3 separate regions of the Canis lupus genome follow, and all the other regions are linked to region 1. The links are chromatin contacts, called in public Hi-C maps. All regions are on one chromosome and are shown on one strand. The core of a region is the stretch at or near the end of the contact, and the rest is flanking DNA. Distances in the headings are between cores, read along the strand shown. Region 1 overlaps IRF2BP2 (interferon regulatory factor 2-binding protein 2). Region 2 has its middle 87 kb from the start of IRF2BP2. Region 3 has its middle 19 kb from the start of TARBP1.

Evidence for each region. Hi-C and Micro-C count contacts between places; a contact is called where the count stands out from the background.
Region 2: a contact with region 1 is called in a Hi-C map of skin fibroblasts, with 3 times the contacts expected there. The contact joins two enhancer-like sites. A contact is called at or near these places in 6 of 9 Hi-C or Micro-C datasets (amygdala, blood, liver and 2 more).
Region 3: a Hi-C map of skin fibroblasts shows a contact between it and region 1, with 4 times the contacts expected there. The contact joins two enhancer-like sites. A contact is called at or near these places in 7 of 9 Hi-C or Micro-C datasets (amygdala, blood, liver and 2 more).

What each region holds. Positions count from the first base shown.
Region 1 is chr4:5,618,477-5,622,412 of UU_Cfam_GSD_1.0, reverse strand. It overlaps IRF2BP2 (interferon regulatory factor 2-binding protein 2), which reads right to left. Exons shown (of 2, transcript XM_038533875.1): 2 at 1-3,515. The coding sequence ends at 2,800. Among named protein-coding and RNA genes, the nearest start is that of IRF2BP2, 3.3 kb to the right of the region's middle. Within about 2 kb of position 2,217, at least 3 of the 20 cell types and tissues checked have an H3K27ac peak or open chromatin away from gene starts, as enhancers often do.
Region 2 is chr4:5,528,030-5,531,965 of UU_Cfam_GSD_1.0, reverse strand. No RefSeq gene overlaps it. Among named protein-coding and RNA genes, the nearest start is that of IRF2BP2, 87 kb to the left of the region's middle. Within about 2 kb of position 1,860, at least 7 of the 20 cell types and tissues checked have an H3K27ac peak or open chromatin away from gene starts, as enhancers often do.
Region 3 is chr4:5,710,631-5,714,566 of UU_Cfam_GSD_1.0, reverse strand. No RefSeq gene overlaps it. Among named protein-coding and RNA genes, the nearest start is that of TARBP1, 19 kb to the left of the region's middle. Within about 2 kb of position 1,661, at least 9 of the 20 cell types and tissues checked have an H3K27ac peak or open chromatin away from gene starts, as enhancers often do.

The DNA.
Region 1 (3,936 bases), core at 968-3,467:
GTGGCCAAGGAAAGGTATATAGTAAAAGTTGTAAACCGTGTGAACGTTCTCATAACTTTTAATGTGAGGCCACATGAAAGACAGTACATCTGTTAAATTCTGTAAGTTGTTAAAGCAAAAAAGGGAAAGCTTCAACACCCCATCCCCTAATATTTTGAGTATGAAAAGCACAGCTGAAATATTTAGGATCTGAAATCTGATACTGCCCACGTACAGTAAGTAGCTTTCTGACATTTTTATCCAGCTGTGGAGAATCTCTGCACTGTCATCAGGTACAACCAAAGATCAAGCCCATGTCCCAGCGTTAACTTTTTAACTTAAGAGAATGCCAGAAAAATAACCCAGATCAACATTTTACAGCTGCAAGCCTTCCACGAAGGCCACCCAAGGGCCAGGTGGATTCATGCAGACCTCCTTTTTTTTAATGGGAGCAACCTCAATTCTCAGCCCTTTAAAGCTATTCCTGTTCTCCCCCCCTCCCTCCCTAAACACCAGCACAGAGAAACCGTAGGTTGTCTTTTCCACAGCTGGATAGACTTATTCAAAACAGCAGGATGGTTCTTTGTTAATCTTTTTTTGGCAAGCTTATCTGTATTAAGATTGCAAAGCATACAGATAGCTACCACAAATTAGGTCAAATAACTGATCAACTTGCAAAATCTATGAGGTCAAATTCCAGTTTATAATAAAGTGCTTAGATACACATTTATATAACAAACCGTAATTGTTGAATTCTTTACAAATGTCTTTATGGGCGTGTAAAATCGACTCTGTGTTTCTGCATGTGTGCATTTACATAAGAGAAACCAGTCTGATCTGAGTCATAGATGCGCCAATTAAAAAAAAAAAAAGTGTAACAACAAACTGGTTAATCATGCAAGTCTGTTTGTAATATAACAATGACCGGTAACATGAATTTGCACAGCATTAATAATAAGTGCACTCATTAAAAACACACACAAAAAAATACTGTATTTGGTGCAGTATCTGATTTTCAAGTGTTAATAACTCGACCATTAAAAAATATTTGAGCAATTTAAAAAAGACAAAAACGTAACTAAAAAAGAATCCAAAGAGGATAATAATCTCTATCTTCAAATTAGAATAGAAGCTAGGTCGTAAACAATACACTTAAGTTGTAGACCTTGAAGCCATGATTCAGCCTAATTATAGGGCCAAGTTACAAACACCTGAACATAAAAGGATATAAAATAGTGTTCCTGTCAATGTTAAATTGTAACAGCACAAAAGAAAAACCAGTATCATTGTGAGACAACTATTTCTAATAACAGATGATTTATTGGTTTAAAAAAAATCATTTTACTGATGCAAAATAGTGATCAAAGAAATTAGTTTACAAAAGGTTTCTAAGAATAGTTTGAGAGGTGGGGCGCCTGCCTATTATTAAAACCCTTTCTTTAATTTTCACTAGTTTATCATTTTTTTTTTTTTTTCCAGAAGAACAGTATTATTCACTTGGTATTTCAAACACACATAAGAAGGAAATTACAGGTTTCCTCCACCCCCATCTGGGCTGTCACTGATATGCCCACGGGCAGTCCTGGCAGCACCATGCGCCGTTACTGTCATTGTACCATACTGTATTTAGCACTCACTAGAAACAGGGTGTAGGTGATAGTACCAACAGCAATAGCACTACAGGTAAATGATAAAAACAAAACAAAACACAAAACAGAAATGAAACCAATCCCACAATCTCCAAGTTCACCTGAACTGTAACTTCTCTTGCAACTCTTTTCAAAGGAAAAGACACCACCAACAACAAACAGAGCTCTAGGGTGTTTAAAAAGATAAAGTGGCGCTGCAGAGCCAGGCTCTGTTCAAAGATGGCAGTGCCATCTTGTACACACCACCATCCATTATCACCGCCTTCAGTCACTGAATTGTGTATTATGTAACCAACTAGCATGCAGCATTGTAATCTTACAACTGATCACGTGGTCAGTGAACAGTGGTCAACTTTGCCTTTAAAAAAAAAAAAAAAAATCCCCCCCCCCCCCCAAACCACACAGTCCTGAAAATCTCTCAGCAGCAACTCTCAGGCAGTCAATACCCCAACAACTGAACTTTCAGAACAAAATAGATAAAAGATTCAAAATCTATTTTCCTACTACTCTGAGAGGACAATGTTTTGGGGTAAACTTGGTGATATTTCTCAGTGGCATGCCACCCACTTCACAACAGTGCCCCCTTGGCTCCTTCCCTTTCCTTCTCCACCAACTGGCCTCCAGCCTGAGAAAGGGGCCAGCATTAAGGAATAACAGACAGTAAGGCAATCTTACAATGTCAGAAAATGTATTTGGCTTTTTTTTTTTTTCTTTTTAAAAGAAGTGCATACAAATACAGCTAGAAGCATTTCGGATTTGCCAAGTGCTCTAAAAAAGCAGCGCAAGTCACAGCCTACATTGAACGGTAACTGTCACCAGGATAATAAAGCACAAAGATATGCTAATAACATTAACAAAAGAAGAAAATGCCTTTATAAGTACATACCTTTTGTCGTCAAAAAAAAAATATAGAAACACAATGTATTCAAAAAAAAATCAAAATTATACAGCCATGTTTATGAAGTCTACATTTCCCTTGTCTTGGATATATATATATATATATATATATGCACATATATATATATATATATATATGAGTGTGTGTGTGTATATATATGTATATATGTATATATACATATATATATATATATATATATATATATGGAGATATATACACAATTCAAGCAGTTTTAGTTAAGGGTAATCATTGGGTTTTTCTGAAACCGGAAAGTCACGAGTCTCTCTCTTTTTTCACTTTCACATCTCCAGCAAGGATGGTTGCAATTTCCCCTTGCATAAAGGCCCAGGGGACATTGGAGCCCACAAGAGGGCATTTTTCCCCACTGGGACAATAGACCTCTCCACTAGCTCCCTGCTGTTTGATGCTTTGTCTGGAGCAAGGGAAGCAGAACTTGTGCGAAGGGACAGACGGGCACTGCACAAAGTGGGTGTCCTCCAGCCGCTCGTGGCAGAGGGTGCAGCATAGAGGGGCGCTGGCTGCCAGAGAAGAGTCTGGGAGGCTGGCAGGGTGCACTGGCTCCAGTCCTCCTGTGTTGCCTGCCCCCTGGCCCCCCACCTCTCTGGGGCCTAGCCTTCTTTGGTTCATAGAGGACGGAGAGGGTGGACTGCTGCTATTCCTCCTGGTGGTGGAGTGAACCTGGTTGGCATCTTTTGAGGCATGACTGCCCCCTGCATTGTCTGCTACTAAGATCAGGGCTGCCATGGGCGACTGGCCGTTCTGAGCCGCTTCAGGCGGTGTGGTCCGGTTGGAATGAGGTGAGGCAGTGGGTGGTGGTGGAGACACAAAAGAGGATGTAGGAGTAATGGGGATCTTGAGCCCTTCGGTGGGTGTGGACAGCCATGGCTGTGCCTCTCCATTGATCTTAGGGGGGCCGACTTCACCTTCTGGTTCTGGCGAAGGCTTTCTCTTCCTTGCTGTTCTGGCAACTGAGAAGGGGGAGAAAAGAAAACAGTAAACGGATGTGCACTGAAAAGGACCTTTCTTTCACGAACACAAAACAAGATCCGCTAAAGAATTTCTATTCTCCCCAAGCCCCTATATAAAAATCTCACTCAGGAGTTTCAAGTGCACGTGCAACTCCCAACACTTAGGACTCACGGGGCTCTCAGGCAGTATTTGAAAATAAGCCACAGAACGCAGCACCGCAGTGACAGCCTGTTTTTACACATGCACGCACGCACGTCCGCCCCGTACCTACACGTGGAACCCGCGCATTCAATTGCTAACGGCCCCCAGCAAGGTAAAGGGTGGCTGGTGCCCTCCCGCTCCCACCCAAGAATGTGCTGGGAAAGGAAAACCCTGTGTCAGTGCCTATCAGCCCAGTCTGACTCATCTCTGTTATGCTGC
Region 2 (3,936 bases), core at 611-3,110, 90 kb after region 1:
GAACAACCCGTGACGAGGAAGAATGTCCTCTTCTGGGCTGACTCAGCTTGGGACAGGAAAGCAGGGGCATCTGGCCTTCGGTGAAGCCCTGGGTCGTCCCTTACGAAATATTAACTGAAAATGAATTTGCATTGGCCTGGCCCTAAGGTCGCTCAGGTGGGATTTGAAAGGCAGAGGCACTGTGTCAACAAAGAGAAGCGATAAGCTGTGTGCTGTTTCTCTGAGCTAATGCGTCCAACCGTGTACCACAGGGATCCGGTTTATATCTCTCTACAGATCGGTGTGTTTTTATGACAACCGTCTCCATAGCAACCAGGTGTCCAGACACTAAATGGATCTCAAGGATATTAAACCCAAGCCTGGTGCCGGAAGCCCACTCTGACCGCTGTTTCGCGGGAGCCACTTCTGATTGAGGGTTCAGGAGGCATGGGGGGGGCGGGGCCCAGGGCCCAGCTCTGCATGGTGATGGGGTGAGGACCCTTTTCTTTATCATTTTTCCTAATGATCCAGAAGAAAGAGTGAACAGCAGGTAAACACCACTCTCATGGAACTAAATGGGGAAGTGTTGCAAACGCTGGAGAGGCCGGAGAAATTATGTCAGTGGCCGTGAAGAAATAGCCAAGAGAGAATTGTCCTGGAAAGGCCTAAGTTGGCACGTCTGGAGGCCAATATTCCAAAATGGGAAGGTGTATGAGACTTACAGTGCAGGAATTGAGGAAATCGGGGTGCAGGAGCTCAGAGCATAGGGTCCCAGCCTCTGGTTGAGCTGAAGCTGAGACCCCAGCAAGGGACTGGCTCCTCTCCATTTGTTGGGGTAAGTCCAGAGAGCCAACCCAGGGAAGAAGAGTGGGGAGGTGCCCAGGACACAGGAGGGGATGACAGCATCACCTCAACATCTTGTGGCGGCAGCTCCCTGTCGCCGGATCACATGGGGTTCTGCCCAGAGGTGAGTCTGGCCAATGCTGGGCCTCTGGTCCCAGCTGTTCCATACCTAGGGTTTCTCTTGTTCTGAATCGTTGCCCACGTGCTAACTGCACAAGGAGGATAGAATAATGATGTTCCAGGCAGAACCGGAAGGAAGGCACAGCAGATGAAAATGGAACAAAGAGATGTGTGGTTGGAACCCTGGGAAGAAGTTTCCCCAGTGACATCCAAATAGGCTGCAAATGGCCTTTAGCAGGGAACTCCCTGTCATAATCTAAACCAGAACCCAACGAGGCAGGGTGGATGGCTAAGAGCGAGCACATGGGTGCAAGGGAGGATGGCGGCGAGGCCACCACTTGGATCCCCCAGAACTAGGTGTGTCCCCACTGAAGAGAGCTGCCCTCTCCCAAAGGAAAGATCAAGGTTAAATCTGCAACTGTCAGTGTGTCTGGCAACAAAATAAAAGGAAACCACATTCTCCATGAATGAAGGAGGAAGCAGGAGGAAGGTAGTTGTTGGTTTTTTTTTTTTCTTTTTTCTTTTTTTAAAACATGAGTAAGATCCTCAATATGTTTGAGATTATTTAGCAAATTCTCTGAAAAAAGCCTCGGGTCACAAACCAACAGATCATGGATGTAGAAACCATATTCTTCCGATGTCCCTCCCCTCCTCAACCCCAAAGATAGCAGGGTGGGCGTCGTGGGGGTCTCTGTTTAGTTAACCATTAACAATTCATAAAAGTCCAGACCTCTGCACGATAAGTCCAGTCCTTGGAATGTTATTAGAAAATCCTATTTCTGGTCTGTTATGAAACAGAGGTTTTGATGTGCTGCCAGGTTTATGGGGAACTCTGGAAACAGAACACTTGCTGCTCTGAGGAGCTGAGGCCAGTGGGTGTTACATAAAGCTTTCCTAGCAACTCAGGTTTATCACAGAATGTGAGGCTGCAGTGGAAAAAAGCAAACGAGTTAATGCAAAACATGAGCCAACCCACTATCCCCATTTGCTCTGAGGCCAGCCAGCAAATTTGTGGGAGTGATTTTAACCCATGGGGCCCCGCAGGTCTGGGACTCTGCTTGGCTGCAGGTTCAGCCCAAAAATGCTTGGACGGCTCAGAGCCCAAAGGCACCTTCATGTAGAACTCACGGAAATGCAAAACAGCTCTGTTTTTTGTTTTGTTTTGTTTTGTTTTGTTTTGTTTTGTTTTTGCCTCTGAACCAACTGCTGATTGAAATTCACACAAACACATCTTCTTTCGCCGTCCTGCACTGCTCTTGCTTTCTCTGGGCATCGCAGGAATAAAAGCGAGTAAGGTCACATCGTCAAATCCCTGCCAAGTAAAATGCATCTAATGGCGCGACTGTGTGTCTGAAGTAAATGGATAAGAATCTCATTTCTAAGCTCTTGGACCCCAAATTATGCAGATTAGGATCGAATCTTTCTTTGGATATGGTTGCCGACTTTTGTGGGGTTTCTAAAAAGCATAGGTCCAGTCAATAGTTGTACACCTCTCGGGCGTGGGAGGGTAGGGGTGGAAGGACATGTGGGCAGCAACCACACAGAATACCATCTGAACTGCAAATCAAGGCCAACAGTCTACTAGGATCTGCTCGCATATGACCAGTGTTACAGACAGGAGGAGATTGCTCAGCTGGGAGGGTGGGTCTGACATGTTGGGCTGGGTGGCGGTGGGGGTCACCTGTCAAGAAAGAAGCTGGTTGAATTGGAACTCAAATGGAGAGAGGAAAGGCAGTTGGAGGGGAGCAGGTTCCTCAGTGGACAGCACTCAATAAACCTGCCTGGGGACCTAGAGCCTCTCTCTGCGCCACCCCTGGACCAGGGTTCAATGCCTGCTTCCGGGACAATTGGGGACAGAAGAACTAATTACTTCATTTGGGAAGGAAAACACCCATTTCATAAAATCCCAGAGCTCCGTGTCCCTGTGAAGGCAGTCAGCACAGTGGGCAGATGATAATCTTTCCTTACATAAACCAGATCACCCCAAATCTAGAAGATCCATAACCGCCAGTCATTCTTGCAGAAGGTGAAAACAGCTTGTTTGCCTTAAAACAAAGAAACCCCAAGACCTCCTCATTGGCTTGGAAGTTGAAGTCGCTCAGTAGAAGGTGCATTTCTATTTTCGGTAGGCCTTGAGAAGTCACCAGAAATCCAGAAAAGAATTTGCCCCGAGATGTCTCTTAAAAGATTTCATAAAAGCACAAACAAAGACAGACGGAGGTCACTAAAAGCAGCAGCAGATCTGCCTGAGGAAGACGGTGGCGTCCAGCCACAGTCCCTTCACCATCTAATAATAAGGTATTATTATGCCCATTTGATGATAACGAGGAGGGGAACCCTCTGCAGAAGGCTTCGCCCCAGGATTCCTGCCCCGCCCGCAGGTGGGGGCGCCGGCCTGCAGGCCTCGGCCGCCGGCCAGTGTCTGGTCGAGCAAAGCTGTCTGCAGCCGGAATGGCCCGAGTGAGCCAATTGCAATTGAAATGAGATCAATACTACTCCTTTTTCTCTTGCTGGCTCCCGAGTGATTCATGAATCTGAAAACCAGTTCATGAATCAGAGTGAGGTGGGGAGGTGGTGGGGGGGTGGCTGGGGCGGGGGCGGGAGCACATTTGTGCTGTCAGGAACCTCAGTTTCTTTCGTGAACCCAGCCATGAGTTGCATAACGCTTGCCTGCCTGCGAGTTCTAACCGGTCTTTTCGGAAGTAGCTTTTGGCTTCCATTTGTTCCTTCTTTTCCTTCTCCAAAAGGGAAAGAAATGACACCGTGTGCCGATTGTGTGTTCCTCTGTGTCGGTGGGTAGCTTCACGCCCTTTGTGTAGCTGAGAATGTGTGTTCTTTGTATGTACGTGAGCACGAGTCCGTGTGTGCGTATGTATGTGTGCGCGCGTGTATAAATGGCTTTTGGATGCACGTTGTATGTGTGCCTGTGTGCTTGTGTGTGTTTGTGTGTGTGTGTGTGTGTGTGAGGGGGGGGGGCGGAGAGAGAGAGAGAAC
Region 3 (3,936 bases), core at 412-2,911, 93 kb before region 1:
CTGGGGACATGTCAGCCGCATTTCCCCTGGTCTTGAGGGTTTCAGAGCCGAGTCTCTTCTTGCCTGTTTGTTCCGCTGGAACTCGAAGTAGGCAGCACTTAGCTTCCATTTTGAAGCCCCCAATCCCGATGAAATGTAATCACTGGGGAAAAAAAATATCTCAAGGATTGTTTATTAGGGCAACCACATCTGGCATGAAAAGAGGCTGCAAACACTTTGTTACTCTGGTCTTCTGACTGCTAAGGGGGGGGGCGGGTGGCGAATGGTTTTTACGTAATCCCAAACCTCAGCCTCGAAGAGTTAATGATGTTACTCATGCCACTGGGGCATGAAAGAGAAGCTTGCGTTTTTGGGTGGTTATTGCTTGCCCAGAGCGTTGGAATGAGCCATCAGGCTGAGGGCCAAGGTACTCGGGCCACCCATGCAGTGAAATAATCCTCAAGAAATGCACTGCCTGGAATGGAAATGAAAGTAAAGCGAACAGTCATTCCAGGGCATTTACTAAATATTCCTGACAGTCATTCAGTCTAAAGTTTGCCTGATTCTCAATGCTGCAAATCTGAGATTTGGAATATGTTACAAAGATCACAGGAAATGATTGAAATCAAGCAGTTGGAAAACTCTTGTTCTTGTCAAGCTCCAGGTCGTAACAGTGAGCTCTGTTCTTATTTCAGTTCCAATAGGAATGAATAATTAATAACCCACTTTTTGAATGGAAAGTACATTTCAATGGATGAGTGATGCTTTCAGAAGGCCCTCTGAGGGTTATTGTTTATTTCCTTATTTCCTTCATTCTGAAGTGGGACCCTGGGTGAGAAGAAAGAAGCAATATTCAAATGTAGGATGGCCTACATTTTTGACTCATAGGAGACGCATGTGAATACAGAAAAGCGGAATCTAATGTTGACATCGGCATCTACTGTCTAGGCACTCTGTTCCAGGTCTTGGAAGTACTTGCTTACTCTTCAGTGTGATCGTTGGCATTGGCCTGGTTTTTCAGATGAGGAAATCAGGCTCAGAGAGGTTAAGTAGTTTGCTTAAAGTCACACAGCTAGTAGATTCCAGGACTACAAGTTGGAACCATGTATGCCTGACTTCACAGCCCGGGTCCATTCTCTTTCCGCCACGGCATTTAGCAAACGCGCAGGAGCGCCACGCTGGGAATGATCTAGGAGGTCATTTAGGCGAACCCTCGAAATAATGTAGCCATTCTTCTGGTGTTCTCCACTAAGTCAAAAGCCAAACAGGTATAAATATGCCTGAAATCCAAAGCTGAAGCCTAAAGAAATAAAAGCAACTCTTCAGAATGCAGGCAGAGGGCAACACATAATGCTGCTATGAGTGGGATGGCCATGGCATCCTGAGGTTCTGTGTGCTGTAAATAAGAGACTCGGGGGGAATGCTACTATCTCAGAGTCCTCTGCCCTGGATCCCCCCTACAGGTCCCAGAAGGAAAAGTCATGCTCAATAGCACCCACTCAAATCTACAGAAAGCCACCTAAGTGGAGTGAGTGTGGGTGACGGGCTTCAGGCCACACAAGTTGGTGGCAGAGCCAGAACTATTTCTGCCACTTACTGCCATGTCTCCATTGTACCCTCGTGCTGCTTGTCCTTGCTACCTCACACGTCTCTCACCATGACTAGCTCTGTGTGAATTTGGTGAGGAAACCCAAAACCAGGTTTCAGTTTTCATTACATACCGGAAACTTGGCCTCAGATCACTAAGAGGTTCACTGTGGTTTGTGAACCTTTTAAGCAGATGGAGCCAGGCTCCTGCCATACTTCTGCCCCCACTGATGCCAGCAGGGATTTATGGGTGTGAGCGGGAAGCGGGACCTGTGGAGCACACATTGCCATGTGCCAGGTGCAGGCTGGCCTGGTGTGACACGGGGCATCCAGGAGCCTCTGCAAATCACAGCTGCGGAGTTTCTCTGAGCTCTGGGTTTGGGGGGAATGGCTTTCCGGAGAGAGAGGAAAGGAGGGGAGGGGATGATTTAGGAGGTGTGCCTATTCATTTGCAAATGAAGTTATGGAAGTTGCTAGTGAGATTTATATAGGTAATTAAGTGATAATGGCTGTGTAAGGCTGCTTGAGTTGGATTTCCTGTAAAACAACTGAAAGGACCAAGGCCTTTTTGAGCAATGTCTTATTGTTTAGCATTTTCAAAAACAATTTCGGTTTCCACAGTACTTTGTACTTGCTAAATAGTGACTCCTCAAAGCACCCTTGGAGGGCATCCCCCAAAGACTGGTGGTCTCCATGCAGGGCACATAGTAGATCACCCCCACTCCCACCCCAGGCGATTGAAGGAGGGACCAGAAGACATCCTTCGATTGGCCTGGCTAAGCAGAGAATGCTTTGTTTTGTTTTAAATCATCAAGATCCTCTGAAAAACCAGCCTAGAGTGATCCAGTTTAATTAAGGGGACCAAGCAAACTATGAAGAAACCAGGTACAAACACTGTGCAAGGATCTTGTAAGAGTTCAAGTCCAAACTGCTGTGTAAAAGAGTGATGGCTGTCTTCCCAAGCCAGCTGTCCATGGGGGCCAGGATACCCACTAGAGTGGGAGAAAAGAATAAAGGAGAAAAGTGAGAGTCTGAGTCCAATCCAGACTGGATAATCAGTCCTCAATTAGATTAATTAATAGCTGCTTTCTCTCTATATATGTTATTTTATATTTGGAAAGACAGAAAGACTCGCTTATCTACATATGTGTGCCAGAATGAGGGCCATTTCTTAGAAAGTGATGGGCTGTGGCTTTCTGATTTCTGATTCTTTCTTTTCCTTTGGTGGAAAGGAAATAAATGGTGAAAGTCGAAATAAATATTCAGCCCCAGGACGAAGCGTGTAGAAGACACTTGAAGAGATAATGTACTGTTTTGAACATTCGAGGTGCAGCCTGCTTAATGGGGAGTGCTGAAAAGCTCAGCTTCTTTTCATGTTTGTCCTCTTTTGGGGTTTTAAAATACTCTTTCAATTCTTTCGGTTCTATGGGCGAGGGCTCGAGGGCTTGCACGTCTGTAAGCTGAGAGACAGGTTTTGAAAATTATGGTGCACCTTGATTCAGTGAAAGAAGGTAAGTGCTGACTTTTCCCTTTGCGTCTTTGGGTTGGTATCTGCAGCCAACATCTATAAATAAACCTCGTAGTAGGGGATTCAGTGAGGCACAAAAGCACGGCGGTGGTCCATATCAGACACTCGCTCGATATCTATCTAGTTGGAATAGAAAAGAAAGTGCCAAACAAGAGGCACCGTCAGAAGTTCAGAGGGGGCCTCTTTTGGATGCTGTGGCAAGATGAGGGAAGTTCAAAGAGAAGAGGAGGTGGTCGTGCTGGGTCCTGAAGCAAACCTATGACTAAGGTCGCAGGAGGGAGAAAAAAGAGAGATCCAGGAATCAAAGCTGGGCTGGGCCCGCTGGTGCCTTGTCAATACTGAGAGGTCACTGGGAGAGGCAAATCAGAGGGCCGGATGCCGGATAAGGAATTCCAAACGTGCCCGTGTACTCAAGAGGAGACTTTATTGTCCTCAGAATCTGAATAGAAAATAAGCCAAATTAATAAATGTGTCATCAGATGTCTAAAAGTGGAACGTGCCAACGCAGTATCGCAACGGAACCCAGCCATTGTGTAGTTATCGATTGACGTGGAGGGTGGGGGTGTTTGAACATGACTTACATGAAAGGGGAGGGGGTGCCTCCAAAACTAAGAGCGACTGGGGTCCAGCCCTTGGCTATGCGGGGAGGAGAACTGGAAGAATGATGACAGTGGTGTCAGAAATATAAGGGGAGAGAATATTTAGAATCTGGGAAGACATTTCGGGGGAAGCACCTCATTGCTGAAGATTTGTGCTTAATCCAGAATGTTATGGCATGCACCTCCTCTTTCTGGGGGTCCCTCGATTCTAGTCTCCCAAGCCCAAATGGTGTAACGCTCTAT